Regions from separate parts of the Rattus norvegicus genome. Here all the other regions are linked to region 1. The links are chromatin contacts, called in public Hi-C maps. All regions are on one chromosome and are shown on one strand. Each heading gives the region's core, a stretch centred on a gene start, on an enhancer-like site or on the middle of the called end of the contact. The rest is flanking DNA. Distances are from core to core; before and after follow the strand shown.

What was found. Hi-C and Micro-C count contacts between places; a contact is called where the count stands out from the background.
Region 2: a Hi-C map of frontal cortex shows a contact between it and region 1, with 2.4 times the contacts expected there. The contact joins the promoter of Ppil2 here to the promoter of Tmem191c in region 1. A contact is called at or near these places in 2 of 12 Hi-C or Micro-C datasets (the A7r5 cell line and frontal cortex).
Region 3: a Hi-C map of Schwann cells shows a contact between it and region 1, with 5 times the contacts expected there. The contact joins the promoter of Sdf2l1 here to the promoter of Tmem191c in region 1. A contact is called at or near these places in 11 of 12 Hi-C or Micro-C datasets (the A7r5 cell line, the Rat2 cell line, Schwann cells and 6 more).

The regions. Positions count from the first base shown.
Region 1 is chr11:97,229,945-97,234,185 of GRCr8, forward strand. It overlaps Tmem191c (transmembrane protein 191C), which reads right to left and starts at 2,537. Exons shown (of 11, transcript XM_063270949.1): 1 at 2,510-2,537; 2 at 2,163-2,365; 3 at 1,886-2,009; 4 at 1,756-1,806; 5 at 1,604-1,681; 6 at 1,395-1,451; 7 at 1,252-1,311; 8 at 1,058-1,122; 9 at 907-979; 10 at 762-802; 11 at 446-680. The coding sequence starts at 2,536. The coding sequence ends at 476. It also overlaps a transcript of Pi4ka not described here.
Region 2 is chr11:97,399,578-97,403,818 of GRCr8, forward strand. It overlaps Ppil2 (peptidylprolyl isomerase like 2), which reads left to right and starts at 2,407. Exons shown (of 20, transcript NM_001017383.1): 1 at 2,407-2,482; 2 at 3,741-3,790. The coding sequence starts at 2,451. 2610318N02Rikl (RIKEN cDNA 2610318N02 gene like) reads left to right here. Exons shown (of 7, transcript NM_001077666.1): 7 at 1-515.
Region 3 is chr11:97,374,507-97,378,747 of GRCr8, forward strand. It overlaps Sdf2l1 (stromal cell-derived factor 2-like 1), which reads left to right and starts at 2,372. Exons shown (of 3, transcript NM_001109433.1): 1 at 2,372-2,609; 2 at 2,940-3,136; 3 at 3,986-4,241. The coding sequence starts at 2,426.

The DNA.
Region 1 (4,241 bases), core at 1,287-3,786:
AGCAGGACATTCCTCATATACAGCATGTTCCCTGCAAAGCCCACAGTGGCAAGCATACACGACCCGGTGTGTTCAGATGCTGTGAGGGAGGAATGGTGAACTCAAACCTGCCCAAGAGAACCCCGTAGACCTCGAGTAACTGTGTAGAGTAACTGTGTATCCGCATCCAGAAATAATCCACCCGCTACGGAGGGGATCGGAGGGGATCCGACAGGCCAGCACCCATCCTGCCCAAAACTCAAAATAGCAGACAACCCCCTAGAGGGGTCGGGCTGACGTTCAGCAGCCAGGGCTGTGAGAAAGGACTACCTCGGAACGGAACAACCAGTCGCGCTGCTGACAGACACCCCCTACACTCCCGGTGACAGGGTCGCTGAGTCACACGAACTTCAACCCCCGCCCTTTTCACACAGACAGGCACCGCAGAAAACAAAGGAGACAGAGATGTAGGCGGCCGAAGCCAGCATGGTGCGTTCTAAGCGGGCAGCAGCCCGCGAGCACGTAGCTCAAGCAAAGGCGACAGCGTGTAGCGAAGCCGGCGGAAGACCGCGTCGGAGCCGAGACTCTGGAGCCCTGGGCCGATGGTGTCAGGTCGTGCCAACACCAAGTAGATCAGCGGCAGCACCAGGAAACCCAGCGGGAGCAGCAGCAGTGTCTGCAGTGCGCTCAGCGCCCACAGCCTGCAGAACCACCAACCGACAGGTGGGTGGTGGCTCTGGGACCCGGAATCCGGACCTGCCCCTCACCCACGCGCCACTCACCTGAGGCTCCCCGCGCCCGCACCCCCGAACAGCCGCTTTTCCTGCAGAGAAAGGGCTGCATCTAGCTTTCTGGGCAGCCGCTAGGCTCTAGCCATCGTCACCAGCAGGTCCCAGCTCCAGCCTGCGCTCCCCAGCCCACGCTCACGCAGTCAGCCCTGGCCACCTCCTCCATAAGTGAGCCCGAGCAGTCCTGCACTCGACGAGGCTGTGAGTTCCACCTACAAGACAGGCGAAGCTGTGAGTTCCACCAGGCCGGGCCTAGCGCCTACCGATGCCCTTCAAGTTTCAGTCCTTACGGTTCCGAGCCACTGCGCGTAGCCTCCAGCGCAGCTGCTGCTTCCATCACCTTCCCCTGCAGCTCCTGAAGGATGATGGCAACAGGGACTCAGGGCAGAGGGTGAGCTATGTCTCGAGTCAGGGAGTAAAGAAAAAAGGGTGGAGGCCACAGGACATTTGGAAGAGAATGGCTGTCAGAATAGAGAGGCCGCACCTGCAGGACTCCACTCTGCTCCTGGAAGCTGGCCCAGGCCTCTTCTGTCCGCTGCGTACCCTAGAAGCCAGGGATTGGTATGAGCGTCGCGAGGACAAGCCCTCCCCACACGCCCTCCCCTGAGAGTCCAGCGCCAGACGTACCTGCCGCAGGTCCTCGGCCTGCATGCTGAATTTGGCCTCCGCCAGCTCCAGATGTTTCTTCCGGAGGATTCAAGTGATGTCAAGAACCTGCAGGCCTCGCACACCGCTCGGTCCCTGGCCTTCAAGGCCCATACTCTGCCCACGTGTGCGCGCAGCTCTGCCCACAGCCATGCTCCGCCCACAGCCCCGCCCTGGTCCCACCCAAGTACCTGCAGCGCCACAAGCTGAGTTCCGAGTTGCTGCTCTGCTCGCTGTTGACTCAGCTGTTCCCCTCCATAGTAGAAAAGCTGGGGACCAAACTCATGAGAACCTGACTCAAGGGACTTGGGGACGCGTACGTGACCTGAGACAGCGCACGTACCTGGCTGGACAGTTCCTCCCACTGTTCCTGCAGCTTCCGATTGTGTTGCTCCTGAAGACAGGGTCCAGGCTGTCTAGGCCTCTCCTCCAGCCTAGCCACCCCGGGCCCCACCTCTCCCGCTTGCCCGCACCAGGTCCTGCCGGTGCTGCTCCGCAGCCTCCAGCAGCCCACGAGCCCGTTCCGCACGCTCCCGCGCCGCCTCTCGTGCCTCCCCTCGAATAGCTCGGGATGTTTGACTTCGTCTTCGCTGCAGGCTACACGGCAGGGAAAATTGGTCTGGGGTGAAACCAGAGCTCAGGATCTTTTGGGATGGAGCCACCACCAGCCTGAGAGTTCTAGACTGAAGCCCCACTGCCTGGAACGAAGGCTGCCAACAAGCCTGCCCCGGGGTCCCGGTGCCCTCGCACCTGCGCTCTCGCTCCCGCAGCTCGTCCAAGCGCCCGGTGAGGCTCTCGCTCTCGGCTTCCAGCCCACGCACCAGCTCCTCCAGCTCCTGCTTCCGCAGGCGGCCATCGCGGTTGTCCTTCTGCAGCTGCAGCAGCTGCTCCTGCGGCTCAGCCATGGCCCCAGCGCTCTGCCAGGACCTCCGCTGCCTGGATGCCCTGGTGGCCTGCGTCACAATAGGCACCAGGGGGCGCCGGAGCCCGACTGAGGCGGATCACACTTTACCAATTTGCCCACATCTATAATTCTATCTCCTCGGGGTGTAGGGGACATGGAGATCAGGAATTCAAGGTCATCCTTTGCTACATACCTTGTTTGAAGCTAGCCAAAGCCACATGGGAATCTGTCTCAAAAAAAAAAAAAAACAGTAAAAATATCACAGTCCCAATCTGATTGGTAAAAAGTTACTAATGTTCTAAAGAAAGGCTGTACTTGATGGTTCATGCCTTGTGATCCCAGAATACCAGAGGCTGCGGTAAGATCACCTAGAGTTCAAGGTCAGCCTAGCTGTATAACAAGAAGACCCTAACTCAGAAAAAAAAACGAGGACAGTTGAACTATCACAGTTACCACAGTAACTGTAATTACAGGCTAAATCAGGTGCGCCTCACCTTAGATTTTGAGTGACCAAGCAGGAAGTGCTAAAATTTTGAGAAAAAAAGTTTAAAATTAAGATTTAATTTTTTTCTCCTGCTTGTGTTGCAATGATCATAACTTTGGTATGATCTCAGTAGCTGGACTTTCCCCTAGTACAGCGTCGGGCTGAGTAGGTGAAGGGCGACTGGGTGCTCCACAGGTGTGACGTTCTCTTTTTTCTGTGTGCCTGCCTCAGGAGGACATCAGATCCCTTGAGGCTGGAATAGTTGTAATCCAGCTATGTGGATTAGGGAAACTAAAGTCATCCCTCTGGAAGAGCAGCAAGTACTCTTTTTTTAATTTATTTATTCATTTATTATATATGAGTACACTGTAGCTGTCTTCAGACACACCAGAAGAGGGCATCAGATCCCTTACAGATGGTTGTGGGTCACCATGTGGTTGTTGGGATTTGAACTCAGGACCTCTGGAAGAGCAGTCGGGTGCTCTTAACCACTGAGCCATCTCTCCAGCCCGCAGCAAGTACTCTTAACCACACACTGTGACTTTTCACATGCCATGGTGTTATAATCTCTCTAGAGAGTTTAAGAAGCTAATCTAGGGGTTTAGCTCAGCAGTAGAGCGCTTGCCTAGCTAGCGCAAGGCCCTGGGTTCGGTCCCTAGCTCCGGGGGGGGGGGGGGGGGGGGATATTTCATAATTTGGAGGATATGCTTTCCCGAGCTTCTTCATTAGGGAGGCTGAGGCAGGAATCCCACCGCAAATTCGAAGCCAACCTGTGCTACATAGTGAGACTTTGTCTCAAACAACAACCCAGCCCCGCAAAAAAGAACCCAGTGAGTTGACTTATTTATTACTTTTTTGTTACGAGTGAGCTGGGATATTGGTCAGTAGAATCCCTGCACACACGAGGGTCAATTCCCAGTATCACACACAAAGCCATCAGTTATTATAGGAAGGGCTGTGGGGTTTGATAGCTGGGACTCTTCATTGCTGACAGCACCACTCAGCTTTCCAGACGCCAGTGCTGCCTCGTCTCATCTATACAAAGAGTTCAAAGCTCCAGGTCCCTGAAACCCTTCTGGCCCCAGTAACTTGGGAGAAAGTGTTGAACATTTGAATTTTGTATTTGCTGGGGATGGAGGCAAGCCTCCCAGACAAGTCTTCTCCCTCTGAGACTTGTACCTCTAAGCTTCCTTCTCTGTGCCCTTTCTTTTCACAGGGAGTTCCCAGGAGACTCCCTCAGCCGCGCCCACTCTGCTTTCCTTTCCTCCCCTCAGCCTTTGACCGGCTCCCTTCACCATCCACCCAGCACACCTGCAGCCTCAATACTTACCGAGGTTTGCTAATCTAGGGTTCTTTTTTCTTTTGTTTGATTTTGTTTTCTTTTATTACCTTGGAGACATTGTCTCATGTTGCTCATACTGGCCTGAAACTCAACTGTGTA
Region 2 (4,241 bases), core at 1,157-3,656, 170 kb after region 1:
ACAGTTGTACGTTCTCTCTGTTTTTCACCTGGACTATAGAGAGTTCAAGGATAGCCTGGACTCTATAGAAAAACCCTATTTCAAACCTCATCCCCTCAGATATGGGCAGTGTGTGTTTAGATCAGTACCTTGCGATGGCCCCTCATTTGCACTGTAACAAGCTATTCCGTCATGCTTGATAGAATGGGATGAGAAATTCTGTTCTCCCTTTCAGTGATTCAGAACCTCGGGGCTTCATTTTCCCTGAGTTACAAGTGTAGTATCTCCAAACACAAGCCTAGTTTGGTGGGTGTTTTTACCTGGAGGGAAAATGAGTTTGTCAGTCAGTTTACAGCTTGGTACTTGCCTGAGTTTCAAAAATATGATTCTCATCGTCACCCCATATGCTGGCCTGAGAACCTTTCTCCACGTAAGATGTCAATCATTCCTGGACATTAGTGGATATACAGATTGAGTCATGGCTGACCATACCTCACTTGGAACTGTAGATAATAAAAATCAGAACATAAGCAAAATTACTATGTGATTATAAATTGTGATAAACTATGAGAGAGGTGAGCAGGGTGGCCAAGAAAGATTTTTTTTTTCTCTTTTTGGTCTCACTGTATGTTCTTGGTTGGCCTGTAACTTGCTATGTAGACAGGCAGGACTTGAACTTACGGAGATCTACCAGCCTCTGCCTCCCAAGTGCTGGTAGTTGTGTTGTGTTCAGTTTTGTTTTGTTTTGTTTTTGAGACAGGGTCTCTACTCACTATAGACCAGGCTGTCCTCGAACTCATAGAGATTTGCTTGCTTCTGCCTCCTAATTGTTGTAGTTAAAGGTGTACACCACCATGTGTGCTAAAAGATCTTCTGAGGTGAGATTTATTTAGAAGGCAGAAGCCATGAAATAAGACACAGATGACTGACTGGCTTTGCTTACCTGGATGGATGGTGGTCCTCATTAATCCTACTAAATGAGAGTAAGACCATTGACCCGCATTTTTTTTTCTTTTTTTTTTTTCGGAGCTGGGGACAGAACCCAGGGCCTTGTGCTTGCTAGGCAAGCGCTCTACCACTGAGCTAAATCCCCAACCCCTGACCCACATTTTTTGGTTGAATTAAGCAAGCTTTATTTTCAGTTAGACAGGGTTATTTCCCTAAAGTGGGGTTTGAGAGATAGTCTCAAACACAGGAGAATTTTTTTTAATATCCCAAAACTTGTAAGGCTAGGGTTTGTTTTTTGTTGTTTGTTTGTTTTTGTTTGTTTTTAAGATTATTTTATGTATGAGTTCACTGTTGCTGTCCTCAGACACACCAGAAGAGGGCATAGGATCCCATTACAGATGGCTGTGAGCCACCATGTGGTTGCCAGGAATTGAACTCAGGACCTCTGGATGAGCAGTCAGTACTTTTAACCACTGAGCCATCTCTCCAGCCCTAGGGACTGGATTGTTTGGTTGAAGATCTTATCAGGAAGTCAGGGTTAGGGTGTAGGACATATCATTTAGTATCAAAGTGGAGATTTGGAACAGGTGACAGAGAGATTGAGAATTCTTTGATCAGATATGTAGACAAGAACTTTTCATGTGCTTATCCAACTGCCGGTGACTTGGCTTTGGTAGAATGTTATTTATGAACTTAGTGGGCTGGAGAGATGACTCCATGGCTGCTCTTCCAAAGGACCTGGGTTCAATTCCTGGCACCCACGTGGCAACTCGTAACCATTTGTAATTCCAGTTCCGGGGGATCTAACATCCTCACACAGACATACATGCAGGTAAAGCACCAATGTACACAAAACAACAATAAAGGCTGGAGAGATGCCTTAGCAAATAAAAGTTGTACAAGTCTGGCAAGGAGAACAAACTCCTGACTTGTCCTCTGAACTCCATGCTTGTGGCATGGCACCTACTTGACCACACACAAGATTTAAAAAAGGAAACTTGGGATACTCTCCCGGGTCAAGAGACTCAGACTAAGAATCTGGACATAGAAGGAGTAGGGAGGACTTGGTCACCTGCTAGCTGATTGGCCCGCGTGGGGACCGAATGAGAGAAAAAGAGTTGAGACTTGAAATGAGTTGAGAGAAAAAGATGGACATGGCTTTGGAGAAGAAGGTGTAAAAGGTTGAAGGCCTTAAATACAGAGGAAGTCATGTCTGAGCGAGTCTGTCTAGCATAGTATGGACTGAACAAGTAGCCAGACAGTGTACAGATACGTTTTCGAGGGCTTGGGGGAGGCCAACGCAGTTTGGTGGGAGACAGGAAAAGCAGACTCTACTCAAAGGCAGCAAGCCTCAGACTAGCTCAAAACCAGCATCCAGCATGTACCCTAGGAACCTGGAAACCACAATTCCCAGAATGCCCAATTCTAACTTCCGGTGCCTGGCGCGTCGAATTCCGGAAGTAGTTGAGAAAGCGGAGGCGCTAGAGCCTGAGTGTCTGCTGTGATCTCGGTTCGTCGCCACCATGGGGAAGCGACAGCACCAGAAGGACAAGATGTAAGTCGGCCCGCGTCTCTTGTCTCATCTCGTCGAGGTGCTGAAGGTTCTAAAAAGCCTCATCTCTCACAGGCGCGGTATCGTCCCTCACCGCAGCCTGTGCGGGCCAAGGCGTTCTGCGGCCGGACTAACTTCTGGGCTTTTCCCCTACCGCTTCCTTTTTTGCCTCCGAGTTGGTTGTCTACCATGCACAGCCAGGTCCGCTTCGTCCTGGCTCGAGCCTGTCAGCCTACACACAAGCAACAGCCTTCTAGTTGAAGACTTGCAGGCCGTGCTTCATGTTCCCCTCCCATTTGCTACTGTACTTTCTGTTTTCTGCTCTCTTTTCAAGCTAGTTATAGTCGGATGCTCCCCGCCCCCAACTGCTTGCAAGGATACCTTTGACTTCAGTATTGCCGGATCTAGTATCCGGCTTTTCAGCCCTGGGTCTTCTTCCCTTTCCAAAGCCTTTGGTGGGATCTTACATGCACGTTGTATTTTTATCTGCGCAAGATCTCTGTTTCATCCCTCTTTGCAGGGCTTCCCCCCCCTTCTCTCCCTCATCTCTGTGGTGGATCTGTTCTGATAGTCTCTCTTGCTCTAAGTCAGCAGCTTTTTCTCCACTTGGAAAACTTACAGCTTTCTCAAAACTGGTATACTAAAAGGGAACTCGGTAATTTTCACACCTAAGCCTGCCATAGGACATGCCCTATTCCTATCCTAGCCCAGTGGTTACATAGAGGGTCCCTGATTTACTAGGTATAGACTGAAGACAATTCTCATCCTAACGTAGTAGAAGCATACACAGAGCAACTGGAGCCATGTTAGATCATGTCCGGATCCTGCTCAAACCCACCCACCAGCTTCCCATCGCACTTAGACTTGATCATGGACTCGTTTGTGATTTGGCCAGTGCCTTGATTCCGTCTGTCTGCTCCTATGTACCTCACCACACTCTCCTCTGCTATCTCCTTTCTGGAACACATTCAGCTTGTCCTGCCCCAGTCTCAGTAAGAAAGACTCCTGTAAAGGGCTTCCCTCCCCAGGTCTTTGTATGCCTAGTGCTTTCCCCCTGTCAGAGAGGCTATAAATCCAGTTTATTTCCTTCTGGACAAGTTGATGTCTCTTTATCCTTCCGACTCTTGTGCTTCTATGCGCAGTGTCAATGCAGGTGTTTAATGTGTCTTTGCTAAGTGAGTGGGAGTTCTGTCATAAGTTATTTCTACAGCTTCTGTCTGTCTGCGACAGGACCCAATAACATATACTCTGTCTTCCTCAGGTACATCACCTGTGCAGAGTACACTCATTTCTATGGTGGCAGGAAGCCAGGTAAGGGGATGCTCATGGTCCTGAAGAATGCCAGCTTCCATGATCCAGAGCGATCCAGAGCGATCAGAACACTGACGTTATAGTAGATAACTTGGCTGAGTCTGGAGCTGGTAAATAGGACATATACTCAACACAGTACAGTACACTTTAGAGGAGGGGCTTAAAAATATAATTTAAAATGACCTTTTCTCTAGGAAGTGCTACAACCTTATTCTTTATAGGAGGAAAAAAAGGGAGGTTAGTACCCAAGGAAGTTGCCAAGGCTGTAGGAGAAAGGATTATTTATTTTATGTACATTGGCATTTGGCCTGCATGTGTGTCTGTGAAAGGTGTCAGATCCCCTGGAACTGCAGTTACAGATGGCTGTGAGCTGCCCTGTGGGTACCGGGAACCTGGGTCCTCTGGAATAGCAGCCAGTGCTCTTAACTGCTAAAATATCTCTCCAGCTCCC
Region 3 (4,241 bases), core at 1,122-3,621, 140 kb after region 1:
GCTCAGCTGAGGGACCACCTCACATCATGGGCCTGTGGAATTTTCCTGATTCCTAATGGATGTAGGAGGGACCAGCCCTGGGCAGGTAGTCCTGGGTTGTATAAGAAAGCTGACCAGGCTGGGCTGGAGAGATGGCTCAGTGGTTAAGAGCACTGACTGCTCCTCCAGAGGTCCTGCATTTCAAAGAATAAAGATTTTTAAACTATCCCCCACTACCCCTGCTGTGAGGGCCAGTGCACCTCACAAAAGAATAACATCACATGTTATGGGGAAGTAGCCTAGCCGTAGACCACCTGGCCTCAATAAGGCCTGACTTACCAGTCCTGAGGAAAAAGAGTTGGGGTCAGCTTGCCCCAGAAGCAGGGTGGCCTGGAGTTGGACTGAGCCCAAGCTAGATCATGTGCTCCAATGTAAACAAACCAGTGAAATTGCTTTGCTTTGTGTAACTGTTGCCAACTACCTATGTAATTTTCCCTATAAATACTTTCCCCAAATTGGGCTCCGGGTCGACTCCTCTGTCTCCTGTGTGAGATAGGTGTCGTCCCCAGAGCTCTGGTTCCTCAAATACACCTCTTGTTCATTACATCAAGACCGATTTCTCGTGAGTTCTTGGGGGTTGTGTCATCTCAAGATTTGAGTGGGGGGTCTTCCCCACCCCGCTGGTCTTTCAAGGTCAAATCCCAGAAACCACGTGGTGGCTCACAACCATCTGTAATGGGATCTGATGCCCTCTTCTAGTGTGTCTGAAGACAGCTACAGTGTACTCATATGTAATAAATAAATAAATGATTTTTTAAAAAAAGAAAGAAAGCTGACTGGGCATATAGTGGTAAATGGAGGAATATCTTTAGTTCTAGTACTTGGGAAGCTGAGGCAGGCAGATTTTTGTGAGTTCTACAGAGTGAGTTCCAGAACAGCTGGGGCGGCATAGTGTATCTTTGTTTCAAAGACAAACAAACAAACGAAACCAAAAACCCCAACAAAGCAACAGTGAACCAAGAAAGCTAACTGAAACCTGATGTGGGGATTCGCCCTCAGGAGACAGAGGCAGGAAGATCTTTGGGTTCAAGGCCAGCCTAGTCTACAGAGCAAGTTCCAGGACAACCATAGCTGGGACCCTGAGAGAAAACAGAGAGAAACCCTATCTTGAAAAATACATAAATAAAACAAAGATCTGAGCACACGAAGAAGCGGGCAAGCTGTAAGTGGCCCTTCCTCCATGCTTGAGTGTTTTACAACAGCCACAGAAAGCAGGTGGTTTCTAGGCAGGTGTACTTACAGAGAGATTTCCTGTGAGTCTGGGGTGGCCTTCGTGAAAGGCTGTCTTTCTGGCTGAGCCTTCTGTAAGTTACTCTTGTCAGACATACCTGCACAAGGACCCCCTCCTTCTCAGCCTCATACCTAACACATTAGTTTGGGTTAAAGCCTTGACAAATGATTCTATTTTGATTCTAACAATTCTGACACAGCTTACTTAGAAACCTGAGATCTGCCTGTCACCCTTCCAGAGAGGATGACCTCAGACTTGAACTTCCTGCCTCTACTACTTGAGGGTTGACTTGCTAATGATCAAACCCAGGGATTTGCACTTACTGGACAAGCACTCAGTCAGCTGAGCTACATCTGCAGCTGAAACATAAACTTTAGTGGGTAACTAGTGGCCTAAGTACATATCATCAGCTTCTTAGTAATGTAGCCTGGAGGGGCAGTTCCTTTGTGAATACCTAACATCTAGGTGGCTGGCTGGCTGGCTAGAGAAAGATAGACAGATAGATAGATAGGGAGTGAATGTGGGTAAGTACGTGTATGTAGTAAGTATGTATGTGTATGTATGTATGTATGTATGTATGTATGTATGTATGTATGAGGGCTCACAGTTATCTTATCCAGCAACCTTAGGATTCTGCCACTAAATGACTCAAGAAGCTGCTTGGCTAAGAGAATTCAGAAAGCATGGAGCCAGGAGATTTTAAATAACTTTGTTATTTGTCCACTTTGAGACCACAAAATCTCGTGATTCACACAGAGTCTGTAGCTTTACCCAGGGTTCTGAGAGGAGGGACACGCGACTCAAGTGTAGGGGTCCAGGGTCAAAGGGGTTCCCGTACCTACTACACCCGAGAATCTCTAACGGGGACTAGAGGCAACCAACCTCTGGGGGACGGTCGCCTCAGCCACTGCTTTATTGGCAGGTCCTTGGAAGCGTGGACCAGTTAAAATCCTCCTGCTGTCTCCGGCCCCCTCCCAGCTACCGCCTTGGAAGCTGGGGGTGGGGCTGCTGCACATGATCCAATAGTAGTGCAGGAGGAACGCGCGCGCGCAGACGATTGGCTGCCGAGGGAGGGCGCTGTCAACGCCGGATTGGCTGCTGTTGAGGACGGAAGCGCCGAGGTCCAAAGCAACTGGAACCCGGCCGGCCGGCACGATGTTGGGCGCGAGCCGCGGGTTAGCGGGTCTGACGCTGCTGGGGCTGCTGCTGGCGCTCTCGGTGCGGAGCGGTGGCGCGTCGAAGGCCAGCGCCGGGCTAGTGACCTGCGGGTCAGTGCTGAAGCTACTCAACACCCACCACAGAGTGCGGCTGCACTCACATGACATCAAATACGGATCCGGTGCGCAGGGGTGGTGACTGGGACCGCCAGGGGGCGGAGGCTTAAAGATCAGGTGGTTCTAGCGGGGTCTGTGGGTTGTTAGGGAGCCGAGGGGTTGCGAGTCTAGACGGGCTTTTGGGTCTTGACAGAGAAGCCGCGGGGAGTGAGGTTGCGCGCGCGCGCGCGGTGTGGGGGGTATCCACCACTTAGGGTCCGGCCTGGGGTAGGGTGAGCCCTTCGGATCCTGGAGTGGTAAGGGGCTGTGGGGAAAACTTTTTAGTGTTCAAGTCGAGGGTCTGGAGGTTTGTGATTAACTAGAAACTACGGGTGGGGTGGGCTGTCCCTCTTCAGGCAGCGGCCAACAGTCGGTAACCGGCGTGGAGGCGTCCGACGATGCCAATAGTTACTGGCGGATTCGCGGCGGCTCCGAGGGTGGGTGCCCGCGCGGGCTCCCAGTGCGCTGTGGGCAGGCAGTGCGGCTCACGCACGTGCTCACCGGCAAGAACCTGCACACGCACCACTTCCCGTCACCGCTATCCAACAACCAGGCAAGCCCTGTTCCGAACCCCTCCAAAGCTGCGCAGGGCAGGGACTCAAATGACAGCGGGAGGGAGGTGTGCCGGAGAGATGTAGGGGGAGGGATTCAGTCTCAGCTACTGTGAATTGGGAGTTCATATACGGAAGTTTATAGAGCTTCTGCTCTGGGTCCTGTCCCAAGGAACTTCCCCTACCGAGTTAGGAGAAGCATTGAGAGAAGTCAGTGCGATGAGTTCCTATTTGGACATGTAGGGGGACCCACACAGCAAAGAATAGGAAACTGCAGGAAGGAGAAACTCAGGTTGGGTCTGAAAGAGAAGTGAGAGCTTATCCCTACTCCTGCTAAAACATAGGCCCCATTGCAGCTGGTCTGGTAGGGTTATGGGGAGAACCTGACAGTGCTTTGGGGGAGTTTCAGGGGGAAATATTGGAGATAGGGAACTTGGCCATTAGCCTGGGAACTTGGGTATAAGGCCAGTGGGCACTACACGACTGATACAAGAGGCTCTATGCATCTGAAGAACCTACCATGGGGTGGGAATCTTTTTTTTTTTTTTTTTTTTTTTGAGAACAGATTTCTCTATGTAGCCCTGGCTGTCCTAGAATGCACTATGTAGACCAGGTTGGCCTTAAACACCCAGAGATCTGCCTGCCTATACCTCCTGAGTGCTCTGCTTAAAGGCATTTGCCACCACACCTGGCTAGGGCAGGACTCTTGGCTTCCATTTGCTCAGCTGTGGGTGCTGAATGTCAGAGAAAGGACCAGAGGCCCAGGATACTAGGTGCACATATTACAGCTAGACATGCAGCTCAGGGGAGTCTGTTCCCTGTGTGTGACTTTCTATACCTTACACTCTCAGGAGGTGAGTGCTTTTGGGGAAGACGGTGAGGGTGATGACCTGGACCTGTGGACAGTACGATGTTCTGGGCAACACTGGGAGCGAGAGGCCAGTGTCCGTTTCCAGCATGTTGGCACCTCTGTGTTCCTGTCAGTTACTGGTGAACAGTATGGTAACCCAATCCGTGGGCAGCATGAGGTGCATGGCATGCCTAGTGCCAATGCACACAACACGTGGAAGGCCATGGAAGGAATCTTCATCAAGCCCGGAGCAGATC